3 separate regions of the Mus musculus genome follow, and all the other regions are linked to region 2. Evidence: chromatin contacts called from public Hi-C and HiChIP or PLAC-seq data. All regions are on one chromosome and are shown on one strand. Each heading gives the region's core, a stretch centred on a gene start, on an enhancer-like site or on the middle of the called end of the contact. The rest is flanking DNA. Distances are from core to core; before and after follow the strand shown. Region 1 overlaps Fam20c (family with sequence similarity 20, member C). Region 2 holds the start of Fam20c (family with sequence similarity 20, member C). Region 3 has its middle 48 kb from the start of Fam20c.

Region 1 (4,614 bases), core at 13-2,512, 47 kb after region 2:
TGGTGCCGTCGGGTGGATACAGTTGAGGAAATCACCCAACATGAATCAGAGGAATTAGGACAGGCAGAAGCAAGTCAGGAACTCACTAGACTGTGTTGTCTATAGCCTAAGGGGCCCCCAGCAGCCCCGCTGAGGGACTGTAGATAGCCATCTCATGCAGGTATATGGGGTTGAAGCAGCAGTTGTAGATGTGGGCTTCTGAGACAGGAACCGTCAAGGTCACCCACTGCAGAGTCAATGTACTGTGGGCTTAGTCATTTTGAAACAATGAAGGATTCTGGATTTTGTTTGTTTTTATTTTATTTTATTCTTTGTTTGTTTGTTTGTTTTGCCCATGAACATGCAAAAGCAGTTGCCCGTGGAGCCCATTGGTCGATGCCAGCTGTCTTCTCTTCAATCGCTCTCATCCTTAGGTTTTGTTTTATTTTATTTTGTTTTATTTTATTTTGTTTTGTTTTATTTTGTTTTGTTTTATTTTGTTTTGTTTTTGAGGCAGGGTCCGTCACTGAACCTGGAGCTTACAGATTCAGCTAGACTGGCTGGCCATTAAGCCCAGGGGATCCAACCATTTCCCCCTTCCCTAAAGCTGGCATTACAAGCAGGAGATCTAGGGATCTCGTTCAATAAACAAAAGATGATGCTAAATGCTCAGACACATCTTTTGTTGGTGTGGACTCCCTTCCATCCTCAGCAGGGGACCTCAGCTGATTGCCCTGCACATCCCATGGACTTCCCACACTGGGGACCCAACATTTGTCATGTCGCCTCTCCATGTCCCCCCTGCAGCTGCTGCACCAATCAGCTAGCCCACAACTCACCTTTTGCAGCTCATGGTGAGGCTCCCAGTCAGTTACTAGTCATTTGTTAGCTCCCAGGAACCCCAAGAGTCTTCCCTGGCTGTCAGGGGCCCCCTAAGGTGGGTGGCTCATGTGGCCCAAATGGTTCCCTCTTTACATGAAGCAGACTGGCCACTCCTGAACACAGTCACCTCCACCTAGCTATCCCTGCCAGACCACTCTGCCCTGTGAGCCAATTTCTTCCAAGAGCCTTCCAGATGTCTGGTTTCCTCTGAAGCACGGGACCCTGGAGGCAGCTTTGATCTTACTTTAGAAAGCCAGGTCTGTTTAGATTCCCCGTTTCTGCTTTGCTTGCGCTTCTAGATCCTTCCGCTGCCAAATTTGCCATTGCTGCTTCTGAGAGCTAAGTGCGGCTGGAAAGCCTTTGATCACAGCAGACACCCTTCTACTTGTGAGCAGCTCTGCCCTGGGTCAGTCAGGGAGGAGCATGGCCCTCCATTCCAGGTGGGGCAGGCCTCAGATGGGCCTTCTGTAAGCTTGGCTCGGAGCCTTGGACTCCATCCTGAATTCAGGGTAGCTACTGGGAAATAAAGTTCAGACAGGGCAGATAACTGCCCCAGCACCACACAGCTGAGAGGCCAGAGAGTGCCTCGGAAGCCCCCCAGGTCTAAGGAACATGCTTTTTGCTGTCTCTGTGTTGTCCTAAAATTCACTCTATAAACCAGGCTGACCTCAAACTCACAGAGATCTTCCTACCTCTGCCTCTTAAGTGCTGGGATTTTTGCTGACATGTCTCATATACCCTGGTCATCTATTCCCACCCTGTTTGTTTCTGCAAAGCATTCGTGCCTTTGTGACCACAGGTCCCAGCATACACCCCCATCCCCACCCTGGCCTTGGCATCTCACAACATAGATTAGTTTTGACCCTCACTCAGTCAGTCAGCTTTTCCTTTCCTTCCTTGGTGTCTGGGTTTGGCAGGTAGCCATGGGACTGTCTGTCCCAAAAGTGTACAGCCCAAATGTGCTTTGAGGAGTAAGTAGGCTCCATGTGGATCTTCTCCCAATAGAAGGAATAACATCAGAGTGACGGTGTGTCTGCAGCCTTTGTGTAACATGGAGGGCACAAAGGGCACATGTTGCCCTGTAGGGACTCCGACTCTGCTGAGTTGACCCTGGCAGGAGGACAGGCCTGTCTTGGATACTATGGTCTCTCCAGCCAGGGCACAGGATCCATGAAGTAGCCATGTGTTCTGTCATGATGGATACCTGGCCTGAGATCTCACTGGCCCTGTCTTCAGGCCTTTGGAGGAGGAAGACCCATTGCCCCAGCAGGCTCTTTGACCTTAAGAGACTACAGCTTTCCATAGCTCTGCCTTCATTAATATGTCTCAAAAGATGCTCATTCAACCCCAGGTACCAGGCCATCTCAGCTTTGCCCCTGAGTTCCCTTGTGTAATTCTTAGCCCTGCAGCACAGGTGAAGCCACTGAGCACAGAGATGTATAGGCTTTACCTCTGGTCACACAGCTTTCAGAACCCACCAGCCCCACCTTAAGTGCCTCTGTGAAACGAGGCTGTGTGGAGCAGAAGCAGGTTTCCATTCCTCTTTCAGCATGATAGGCTCTGAGCCCAGCTAAGGTAGGGCCAGCAGGCTAACAGAGGCATCCAATTTCATGGTTCTGGCCAACAAGAGATGGGATAGAAATTTTCCTCCTGGAGACTGTGCTATCACCTGGCCTCCAATGCTTTTCTGTCCTAGGTAAGGGTGAAGGAAGGGGGGCAGCTGGGTAAACTGCATCAGCACCTGGAGCGCAGTGGGCTGGTCTCCTTTTGATCCTTTCCACCCTAATTACCTAGCACTGACTAGAGATTGGGGGCGGAGATGAAGCCAAGAAGGGAAGGGGAGAGGAGAGGCAGTGAGCCTGGCCAGCCAAGACTTGTGTGCCCATGGGTGTGTCAGGAATCGTAGAAAATGCATGCCCCCTCCTACCCCTGCCCCTTCCAGACCTGGTCCTGGCGATTCTCCAGCCTCCTTCTCTTCTGGAGGCTGTATGGCATAGCTGAGCTTTGAAGACTTTGTTTTATGTTAGTGTGCGTGTGTGTGTGTGCGTGTGTGTGCGTGTGTGTGCGTGTGTGTGTGTGTGTGTGTGTGTGTGTGTGTGTGTGAGAGAGAGAGAGAGAGAGAGAGAGAGAGAGTGAGTGAGAGAGAGAGACCCAGAGGCTGACATCAGATGTCTTCCTCAGTGTCTCTCCATCTTACTGGTTTCTGCTTACCCAGCACCAACAAAGCCCCGAGTTCCATCCCCAGCATCACATAAATCAGGCGGAGTGATGCCTACCTGCCATCCCAGCAAGAGCTCAGGGTCAGAGGCCCAGGGAGATAGCTCAGCCAGTAAAGTGCTTGCCTTGCAAGCTAAAGGACTCTAGCTCAATCCCCAGACTCCATGTTTAAAAATAATTAATTAATTAAAGCTAACAGTGGGGCTACACGTTTGCAATACCAGGTATAAGGAAGTGGAGATGGGGCCTCCCTGGTGCTTGCTGGCCAGTCAACCTAACCCGCTTAGCAAGTGTCAGGCAAGAAAGAGACCCTGTCTCCAAAATAAGGTGGACAGTGTCTGAGGGATGGCATCTGAGGTTGTCCTCTGTGCCTCCCACAAGTGTATATACTTACTTGCCTATGTGAGTCGTGAGCAGATGCGCACATGCACACACACACATACACACACACAAACACACACACACACACACACACACACACACGCACAAACACAAATTCATCACCTACATAGTAAATTTGACGCCAGCCTGAACTACCTGAAGCCCTTTCTCAAAATCAGAAAAAGAAAGAGAACTGTTTCCTTTCTCCGGTGATGGCTGGCAGTGTTGATGTGACTTCTTTCCTTTGTGAGTCATGAAGGCTGACACATGGAAATGTTTCTACATATATCTTATGTGCTGTGAACCCAAGCTGGAGCAACCGGGTCAGAGCCGATCCTACGTATACTCTCCCTGACAGCCACCAGGCTGTCTTCCAAGTGTCTTCATCATTTGATGGCCCTGCTGGGATCCTATGGCTCTCTACCTCCTTGACACATGTCGTCACCATATGGCTCTTTAGTCACAACCATCCAAGAGGGTGTGAGCTGACTTCTTACTGAGGGTTTGGTATGACTTTCCCAGATGAAAGAGAAATTGAATGTGTTCCCATGAGCTTTATGGCTCTGTGTGTGTGTGTGTGTGTGTGTGTGTGTGTGTGTGTGTGTGTTAATATGTGTTCACATGTGTGTAGGCCAGAGGTCAACCTTGGGAGCCCTTCTTCAGGCACCATGTACTTTTTTTTCTTTTCTTTTCTTTTTTAAAATATTTTTATTACGTATTTTCCTCAATTACATTTCCAATGCTATCCCAAAAGTCCCCCATACCCTTCCCCCCCCCCACTTCCCTACCCACCCATTCCCACTTTTTGGCCCTGGCGTTCCCCTGTAGTGGGGCATATAAAGTTTGTGTGTCCAATGGGCCTCTCTTTCCAGTGATGGCTGACTAGGCCATCTTTTGATACATATGCAGCTAGAGTCAAGAGCTCTGGGGTACTGGTTAGTTCATAATGTTGTTGTACCTACAGGGTTGCAGATCTCTTTAGCTCCTTGGATACTTTCTCTAGCTCCTCCATTGGGGGCCCTGTGATCCATCCAATAGCTGACTGTGAGCATCCACTTCTGTGTTTGCTAGACCCCGGCCTAGTCTCACAAGAAACAGCTATATCAGGGTCCATTCAGCAAACACTTGCTAGTGTATGCACTGGTGTCCTCGTTT
Region 2 (4,479 bases), core at 322-2,821:
ACCCTGCTTCCTTAGGGTAGGAGCCAGAGAGCCAGGAATTCCCCTAAGAAGCCACACAGTTGTGATGAACGGACTGTCCAGGACACCAGGAGACAATGGGAAGCCCCACGAACTGATGCTCCCAGGAGCAGGTGACTCTACCCTGATGACATTCGTCTCTCTCCAGAGGTCCCAGGTTGTGGGTGCTTCCGTCCTACTCCCACCTCAGGCCCACCATCTCCACACACAAACTCATTGTCTGTGTGAGTGGGAGGGCCGGATGAATGCAGAATGCCTCAGTTTTCATGATGTAAGCCATACCTTCTTGGGGAGTGCACCTCTATTAAGACCCCACCCACTGCACTCTTGGGTTTCCACTATGCTGCCCAACACAGGCATCAGCTCCTGTTACAGGAGTGTGGAACTCCACCCTCTCTTCCTTTCTAAAGGCCTAGGAGGCACCTTTGCTGACCAGCTAGCTGGCTGCGACTCTCTTCGTCCCTAACAAGCAGCTAGTGGGTGTCTACTGAACGTCAACTAACACAGACTTGTCGCTGAATCTTCAGAAAGAACATGAGTTGTGCACTTGATTCATAGAGAACTCGAGCTGAGAGCATTCCAGGGCCGGGGAGCACAGCCAAGAGAGCATGACAAAGAGGGGCTCCGTAGAGCACAGACTCCGCCCCTCAGTCCCTTACACAGCAGTTGGCTTGGGCTGCTGTGGAAATCTGCAGGTGCTTGAAGCCCTGAGGTCTGCTCAGCTTGTGGATCTGTGGCTGACCCTCTCACGCTTACCTTCCCAGAATTTTAGCAGAAATTCCCAGAGATTCCTACTTCCTACTAGGGGTTGGGGATCCAGAAGCCCTGTGGCCACAAATGAAGCCACGTGGTGAAAGCAGATCTCTTTTTACTGTGCACCCCGATTTAGCATCCCAGAGGGCAGGCAGCGAGACGCGCCCCGCCCACCGCCCGCGCATCCGCGCCACTCAGCCAGGCTCCGCGCGGCGCCGCCAGGGTTAAGGCGCAGGCGTGTCCCCTGGGGTGGGGTGGGCCCGGCAGCCTTGCCGAGCTTCTGGAGTCCCATCGGATCGGGGGCCCAACGCGCTCCTCCGCCGTTCTCTCCGCCGCGTGGCAACGTCGTCTCTTCGTCCTCCACCTAGTGGGCTGCGGGTACCCGAGGTGCCAGGACACCGCCCGGAGAGGAGCTTGTCCGGCCGCGCAGACGCCCCGCGGGCTTCGGGGAGGGACTTGGCCTGTTTTCTGGCCTCCACTCGCCGGGGAGGAGCTGTGCGGCTGCAACTGGCGGCGCGTGGAGCTTCAGGGACGCAGGCTACCAGGCCGAGAGCCGCGCGCACAGGGCCGAAGCCACCGCTGCCTGCGGGTTCCCAGCCGGGCCTCTCTGGCTCCCGGCTCAGCGCGGAGGAGGCGCGGCGACACCGCGGGGCGCGGCCAAGGGGGAGGAGAGAGGGGAGCGCGGGCTAGCGCCGGGCCGGCCGGGCCTCGCGGGGCCACGGCTCCGCCAATCTGCGGGCGCTGACGCGGGGGGCGGCTCCGGCGCGCTCGGATATCAGCGGGCCGGGCGCGGGGCGCCTGGAGCTAGGCGGTGCGGGCGCTGCGCTCCGGGTCGGCCTGCTGCACCTGCCAGATCGTCGCCTCTCCCTGCGCGCCCCCTCGCGCTCCCCTTCTCGCCTCTGTCTCTCCAGCCCGGTCTCCCAGCCTCAGCCTGACAGAACAGAGGAGCCGCTTTGTCGCCTGCCCAGGACCCGGCATGGCCCAGCGGGAGCACCGCGCTCTGGATCGGATCTGTCGCGCCTTGGACGGGATGAACAGCCGCGCCTTCTGCTTACACGCCCGCTGAGTGTGGTCGCCGTCCCGGAGACCCTCGTACGCCCCTGCGTTCCCTGTCACCACTGCCACCCGCTCCACCGACGAGGGCCGCTGGCCGCCCCCCGAAATGGCCTGGAGAGCTGGTGCTTTGGTGGCGGTTGTCCTTCACGACGTCCAAGTCTGGGGACAGCCCCCGAGCTGCTAGCTGCTAGTACACTGAATGGACCTTGACCCGCGGGTCGTTGCGGGCTTGGTGCCAAGCTGAGGGGCACCGGTGGAGCGCGCGTCCCGAACCCCCCAGCCCGCTGGCCTGCGCGGCCATGAAGATGATACTGGTGCGCAGGTTTCGCGTGCTCATCCTGGTAGTATTCCTACTGGCTTGCGCTTTGCACATTGCTGTTGACCTGCTACCCAAGCTGGACCGACGCGCCACGCGATCCTCCGGGGAGCCCGGTTGCTCCTGCGCTCAGCCGGCAGCAGAGGCAGCTGGTCCAGGCTGGGCCCAGGCAAGGAGCAGACCGGGGGAGTCCGCCGGTGGCGACGCAGGCTGGCCCAACAAACACACACTGCGCATCCTGCAAGACTTCAGCTCAGATCCAGCCTCTAACCTAACCTCCCACTCCTTGGAGAAGCTGCCTTCTGCAGCAGAGCCGGTGGATCACGCTCCGCGGGGTCAGGAGCCCCGTTCCCCGCCACCCCGTGACCCAGCGCATCGGCCGCTGCTTCGAGACCCGGGGCCCCGACCGCGGGTACCGCCCCCTGGCCCCAGCGGGGACGGATCGCTCTTAGCCAAGTTGTTTGAGCACCCTCTCTACCAGGGGGCTGTGCCTCCTCTGACAGAGGACGACGTCCTGTTTAATGTGAACAGCGACATCAGGTTTAACCCCAAGGCAGCAGAGAATCCTGACTGGTGAGCAGAGAAGAGGAGGTTTGGGGTGGGGCTAGCGCGTCCGACCCTTCGGGAATAAAGACACCCCACTAGAAAGCTATTTCACACGCCAGGCATTTTGTGTACCTTTGGGGGACCCTTAGAAGAGGCTGGTAGGGATCCCTGGTGGGCGGGGCAGATGTGCCTCTTGCCTTTGTCTTCACAATGATTCTAGGGAGAACGGTTTGGGAAGCTCCCAGTGCCCTGGTGTGGGAAGCTGGCGGCCCACCAGAAGCCAGGAGAGCCCAGTGCTCCACCTACAAGGAAGCATGCTGGCCAGCCCTGGCGATGGCTGAGGAAGCAGATGAATGAATATGTTGGAGAGCCAGCCAGGGAGAGTGGGAGCAGCCTTCCCCTGGGAGGGGTTGGGCTTCTGGCTCTGAGAGCGATGGGGTGAGCTGTTCAGGGTGGACGTCTCCAGAAGGCCTGAATGTACCTAATAAGTCTTTTAAATGCAGTCACGGGGACAAAAGCGGCTGAGGAGTGCTGTTGGCAGTGTGGAGGCCTTCCTTTGTGGCCACCCTGCCTGGAGGAAGGTAAACCATCCTGGAGTTGTCTTCCGAGCTTTGTGCCCACCCCCACCCCCACAGCTGCACAGATCCAAATAAGCCCAACAGAGTGAAATATTAACCACCAGCTGGCTAGAGCAAATAACCTGCAAAGGTCCCCGGGCAGCAGAGAGAGAGTCACCAGTCCAAAACAACCTCAGAAATCCTTTCTCTCCCTGGAATAGGACCAGGCCCTGTGCCTTGTGCCTGCCCATGCGAGCTTTTTGGTTCCTTCTGGACTTCGCTGGCCAGAAACCATCAAGCAACGGCCCGCTGAAAGAGTGGAGAGGGTGTGGCATCTCGGAAGGCTCTAGCCCTCCTTTCGATTCTAGTGTAGACAGACTGGAGTTGAAGGATCCTCACCTGCCAGTGAAGCAGAGCTAAAGCAGCCCCTCTTCCCCTCCAGCCTCGCAGACTCCCAGAGGGTCTGTTCTTCATTCAAACAAGCTCATGGCCAGAGAAAGCAGAGCTAGAGTGATTGGCTCCATCATCCTGTCCTCCCCACCTTATGGCTGCACTCGTTAAAATCAGATTTAGGCCTGTGCATCATTCCTGCCCCTGTTCTTTGGAACAAAGGCAGAAAGCTGGGGAGGTTTCTGGCTGACTGGGTGTGCCTGTGACTTCCAGGCCGTCTGGTCGCAGGAAGAACGGACAGTCACTTCTCACACACTCCCAGCTGACATCACTGTTGTGGGGGCACTTTTGGTGACCCCAGGACAGAGGTGTTGGGATAGCGCTGACACTCTGGGTCTAGGCTAGTGGTAGTTAGGATTGTCTGTGGAGTCTCTAGAGGGTAAATAGGAATTATAGGCCTTAAGGTATGTTATTAGGTGGTGGAACCGCAGCCGGGGAAGAAAGTGCAGACATGGCAGTGTAAAAGCAGCTTTTAGCGAACCTGTACTTTGAACTCAAAGTCCCAAGCCCTGACCCTCAGGACCAGCACCCCGTATTCTTTGGCCTCTTGCCTCTTTTTCTACACTTGACCATAGCCTGCCTTGGTTTCTTGCAGGCCGCATGAAGGTGCTGAAGGCGCAGAATTCTTGCCCACTGGTGAGGCAGCTGTGAACCTCTATCCCAACTGGCTCAAATTCCACATTGGCATCAACCGGTATGAGCTGTACTCCAGACACAACCCAGCCATCGATGCCTTACTGCGGGACCTCGGCTCTCAGAAGATCACCAGCGTCGGTAGGTAGC
Region 3 (4,330 bases), core at 1,162-3,661, 47 kb before region 2:
GAGAACTGATTCCTGAAAGTTGTCTGCTGACCTCTACACCCAGGCACCTAAATACGCAGTATTCACATACACGAACATGTCAATAAGCCTTTTTAATGGAGTAGATGGCGCTTCTGTGGCTGTATAGGTTCTGGATCAGCAAGATGACCACCTACTAAATTTTGATTTGTCTGACTAGTGGTATTCTCGGGTTTCTGGCAGTGTTGCAAGACAGTTTCCATTGGCCACAAATAGAGAGTGAAGTCAAGTTTGTGTGACTCTGATGTCCTAACTGGCGAGCTGGCTATCTATAACCCAGTAGATCTGAGTCACTCACTGGTCCTATGTCGGAGGCCTCTGGTCACAAGCGCGACTTCTTCAGCTTTTGTTCCAGGAGCCCCTCATTGGATTCTGGGTTGCTGGTAATCACCCACAGCCAACAAGAGTAAAGTGAGACACCTTCAGTGCGGGATTTTCCAAATCCAGCATCCACACTAGAGGGCTCCAAGCTCCATCAGCAGCATGCCTTCAGACATGCTAAAGCTTTGATGCAAAGGTTCTCTCCCTAGCTGGAAGACCTACTTGGGGATGCAATTATGATTATCCATCTACAACCCAATATCAGAGTTTTATCTGTTTCTTTGCTTTGATCCTACATTTATTATCTTTTATCTTACTTTTATTCAAGGGTGTCTTAGTGACTTTCCTATTGCTGTGACCATGACTAATACAGCTCATAAAGAAAGCATTTAATTGAGGCCTTGCTTACAGTTTCAGATGGTTAAAGTCTATGACCATCATGGAGAGGAACACACCGCAAGCTGATATGGTGTTGGAGTGGTAGCTTAGCGCCATGCCTGATCCACAAACACAAGGTAGACAGAGACCTAACTGGGAGTGATATGGGGTCTTTGAAACATCAGAATCCCAATCGCAGTGACACACCTCCTCCAAAATGGCTGCACTTCCCAACCCTTTCCAAACAGTTCCAACAACTGGGGACCAAATGTTCAAATATATGAGCCTACGGGGGCCATTCTCATTTAAACTCAGGGTCTCACTATGTAGCTCTTGCTGCCTGGAACTCACTAGGTAGACAAGAAGAGTCTCAAACTCATACAGATTGATGGCCTGCCTCTTGCCTCCTAAGTGTTGAGATCAAAGGTGTCCAGCACCATGTCTTGCCTGTGTCTTTGTTTCCACTCTGATCTTGGTTGATTTCTGGGAATATCCCATAAGAGACACAATAAAATGACCTTCCCTGATGCAGGTCCCAGAGTCCTAGTGGCTGTAATCCACTGTGATACAGAAAAGTAGAAAATGGCATCTTTTAGGTGAAATTTCATTGGGAAACATTTTCTATTTTATCCATATTCCTAGGCTTATTCTTTAAACCACGATTTCTAACACTGCCTAAAAGCTTTAGGATAAATGTGTCTTAATAAAGAAAAGCTGTTTTATAGCATCTCACCATAGGAGCGGTGGTAAATAACAGGGAGTAAAAGAGACACCGAGAGAGAATCATAGCCACCAAGACAAGACAGGACCACCATTACAAGACAGAAGCCACCAGATAGGGCAAGCAGGGCCACTGTGACAAGACAACCACCAGAGCAGAAGGCCATCAAGACAAGACAACAATCACTAGGGCAGACAGACAGCTTCATGACAAGATGACAGCCACCAGGGCAGATGGGGCCAATCAGACAAAGTAGGGAAAGTAGACAAAGTAGAGCCACAGAGACAGACACGGGTGAGTGGACATCTCCACAAGCCAATACCAGTGCTTCTGAGAGATGGATACCCCCTGACCTCTGCTCTTGGGTGGGGCAGGGCTGATTTCCTTTGTAATATTGGCTCAGTTCCCTGAAGTCTGCTTCTCCCATCAGGTCTTGAATGTCTGATGGTCCCTGTGCTCGGACCCCCTCCTCCTTTTCTTCTCAAACCCTATCAAATTAGTACCTTTATTTTGCAAACTGGATACAATCTGCATGTTGTGTCCCATGGCTGTAACTAAAAGCCCCTTGCTCAACATTGATAGGAAATGGTGTACCACAGGCTTGCCATCTCTGGGGCCCAGCGCCATACCAGTAATGGGGCCTAGAAACCTCCTGGCATGTAAAAATACCATCTGAAGAGACCCTTGTACCTCCCTGCTGTGGGACACTTTCCTCCAAGATTAAAATCTTCCACCTTGGAGAAAAGCTCATTAGGATTCAAGAAGCTCACAGGAAAGTGAGACAGTACTGTGTTCTACTGGGAGACAAGACATTTCACCCTGCCCTGAAGCTCCTAAGGTCAGGGAGCAAACCACTTGAAATAGTTTCTGGAAGTCCCTGAAACTGGTCAGACTCACCAGGCCTCTCCCTCCCCAAACAGATATGTAAGCTGAAAAGATGTTTGTGAGTGTGAGTCACTCTCAGATAAGAGAAGCTGCAATGTAGACTGCCTGACAAGTTGATCTGCCTGGAAGAGGCTCAGAGCAGCTGAGCTAATGGGGAAGGATACCTCCCAACCTGTTGAGCTGCCTGAAAATTGTGCAAAGTACTCCAGGTATCCAGCCTTTATACCTTTCTTTGCTGGGGTGGGCTTTGGTCATACAGTTGCTTGGAATCACTGCTGCTCCTGTAAGTAACCCTTCATCCATGTTTTGTAACCCCAAAACTACACGTGGTTCTTCAAATTGGCCTGTGGTGGCTGTGGTGGTTTGAATAAGAATGGCCCCCATAGACTCATGTGTGTGAATCTTGACCCATAGGGAGTGGCATTATTAGAAGGTGTGGCCTTGTTAGAGTAATTGTGGCCTTGTTGGAGGAAGTATATCACTATAGGGGTAAGCTTTGAAGTCATATATGTTCAAGCTAGGCCTAGTGTGGCATTTATTTCTGCTCCCTGTGGATCAAGATGTAGTACTCTCAGCTTCTTCTCCAGTGCCATGTCTGCCTGGATGCTGAGGTTATCCTGCCATGATGATAATGGATGAAACCTCTGAAACTGTAATCCAGCCCCAGTTAACTGTTTTTTCTTTATAATAGTTGCTGTGGTTGTGGTATCTCTTCACAGCAGTGGAAAGCCTAAGTCAGTGGCATTTTTACTTTGGGCTGTTGTTAGCTCCCACATATGAATAGACATTTGCCCCTACCTCCCCAGGAATAGTGCCACACAAAACCGTCCCTTTAGCTAGCAAACCATTAAAACAATGGGCCTCAAAAGCTTGGGATTCTCCAGGAACCTCATCTTTAAGAGAAAGTGAAGTTGAAGCCAGAGGAGGCTCTTGTCTCCAGGAAATGGAGTTCACACAGATCTGACAACTTGTCAGACTACCTTGTATGAGAGATGAGAGCTGAGACAGTGATGATTGCTGAGACAAGACACCTTGACAAGTCTGCTTGGCTATGTGCACCTCATGCCCTCTATTTAAATCTAAGCCTCACATCAGGACCCAGAAGATAGACATGGGGTCATGACTCTGCTTGTTCCTTTTCCCCAGTGTAACCACATTGAATAAAACTCCTCATTTCTTTCCACTATGACTTGTGTAGTTGGTCTACAGAGGACAAGTGGAAGAAGCTGGCTGTTAGGGCAGCTGAGAGGCCCAGGCTATGACACAAACAGTTCTGGCAACATTCCCAGCAGGAACACATGCTTTGTAGATATTGGCAGAAGATATGGATCAAGTTGTGGCTTAGTTCTCTGTGGCCTGGCTAGACTTAAATCACCAATAGAGAAAATGCTAATGAGTGTCTTAGTTAGGGCTTTCATTACTGTAAAGAGACACTATGACCAAGGCAAACAGTTAATTGGGGCTAGCTTTCAGGTTCAGTCCTTTATCATCAAGGATGGGATGCATGGCAGCAACCAGGCAGGCACGATGCAGGAGGAGCTGAGAGTTCTACATTTTGTTCTGAAGGGAACCAGGAGAAGACTGCCATCCTCAGGCAGCTAGGATAAGTTCTCAAAACCCACCCCCAAATTGACACGTTCCTCAATAAGGCCATACCTACTCCAACAAGTTCACCCCTCCTAGTAGTACCACTCTGTGGGCCAAGCGTATTCAAACCACCACAATGATAAATGCCAGTGAAGCTTAACAGAACTGAAGCCATCACGTTGTGAGTAACACCATCAGTAAGTGAAGGAGATGTTATATTTACAAATGATCTTCAGGAGCTAAGCTGGGATCAGTGGATAAAGTATTTGTCATGCAATCATGAGGACACGAGTTCAATCCCCAGCCCCCATGTAAAGCCTGATACTGTGGTAGGTGTGTCTGTAATCCCAGCACTCCTTCAGTGAGGTGGAAGATAAAGACAGGAAAATCCACAGAAGCTGATAGGCCAGCTGCGTGGTG

Evidence for each region. A called contact is a pair of places that touch in the nucleus more often than the background predicts. HiChIP or PLAC-seq counts read pairs in DNA pulled down with a chosen protein or histone mark.
Region 1: a contact with region 2 is called in a Hi-C map of liver, with 1.8 times the contacts expected there. The contact joins the enhancer-like site here to the promoter of Fam20c in region 2. A contact is called at or near these places in 5 of 39 promoter capture datasets (the 3T3-L1 cell line, embryonic stem cells, liver and 1 more), 9 of 484 Hi-C or Micro-C datasets (the G1E-ER4 cell line, embryonic stem cells, liver and 1 more), 4 of 115 datasets of contacts at active chromatin or transcription factors (bone marrow-derived macrophages, embryonic stem cells and hepatocytes) and 3 of 9 other capture datasets (adipose tissue, liver and pancreatic islet).
Region 3: an H3K4me3 HiChIP or PLAC-seq map of bone marrow-derived macrophages shows a contact between it and region 2, with 7 times the contacts expected there. The contact joins the enhancer-like site here to the promoter of Fam20c in region 2. A contact is called at or near these places in 10 of 39 promoter capture datasets (the 3T3-L1 cell line, 3T3-L1-derived adipocytes, the HPC-7 cell line and 4 more), 10 of 484 Hi-C or Micro-C datasets (the C2C12 cell line, bone marrow-derived dendritic cells, bone marrow-derived macrophages and 6 more), 8 of 115 datasets of contacts at active chromatin or transcription factors (SST interneurons, bone marrow-derived dendritic cells, bone marrow-derived macrophages and 3 more) and 1 of 9 other capture datasets (pancreatic islet).

What each region holds. Positions count from the first base shown.
Region 1 is chr5:138,800,624-138,805,237 of GRCm38.p6, forward strand. All of the region lies in intron 5 of Fam20c (family with sequence similarity 20, member C), which reads left to right. Among named protein-coding and RNA genes, the nearest start is that of Gm5294, 17 kb to the right of the region's middle. Within about 2 kb of position 1,263, at least 9 of the 459 cell types and tissues checked have an H3K27ac peak or open chromatin away from gene starts, as enhancers often do. A contact at or near this core is called in hepatocytes, liver and uterus, where this site is marked.
Region 2 is chr5:138,753,510-138,757,988 of GRCm38.p6, forward strand. It overlaps Fam20c (family with sequence similarity 20, member C), which reads left to right and starts at 1,572. Exons shown (of 10, transcript NM_030565.6): 1 at 1,572-2,716; 2 at 4,292-4,470. The coding sequence starts at 2,127.
Region 3 is chr5:138,705,175-138,709,504 of GRCm38.p6, forward strand. No RefSeq gene overlaps it. Among named protein-coding and RNA genes, the nearest start is that of Fam20c, 48 kb to the right of the region's middle. Within about 2 kb of position 2,412, at least 34 of the 459 cell types and tissues checked have an H3K27ac peak or open chromatin away from gene starts, as enhancers often do. A contact at or near this core is called in bone marrow-derived macrophages, pancreatic cancer cells and trophoblast stem cells, where this site is marked.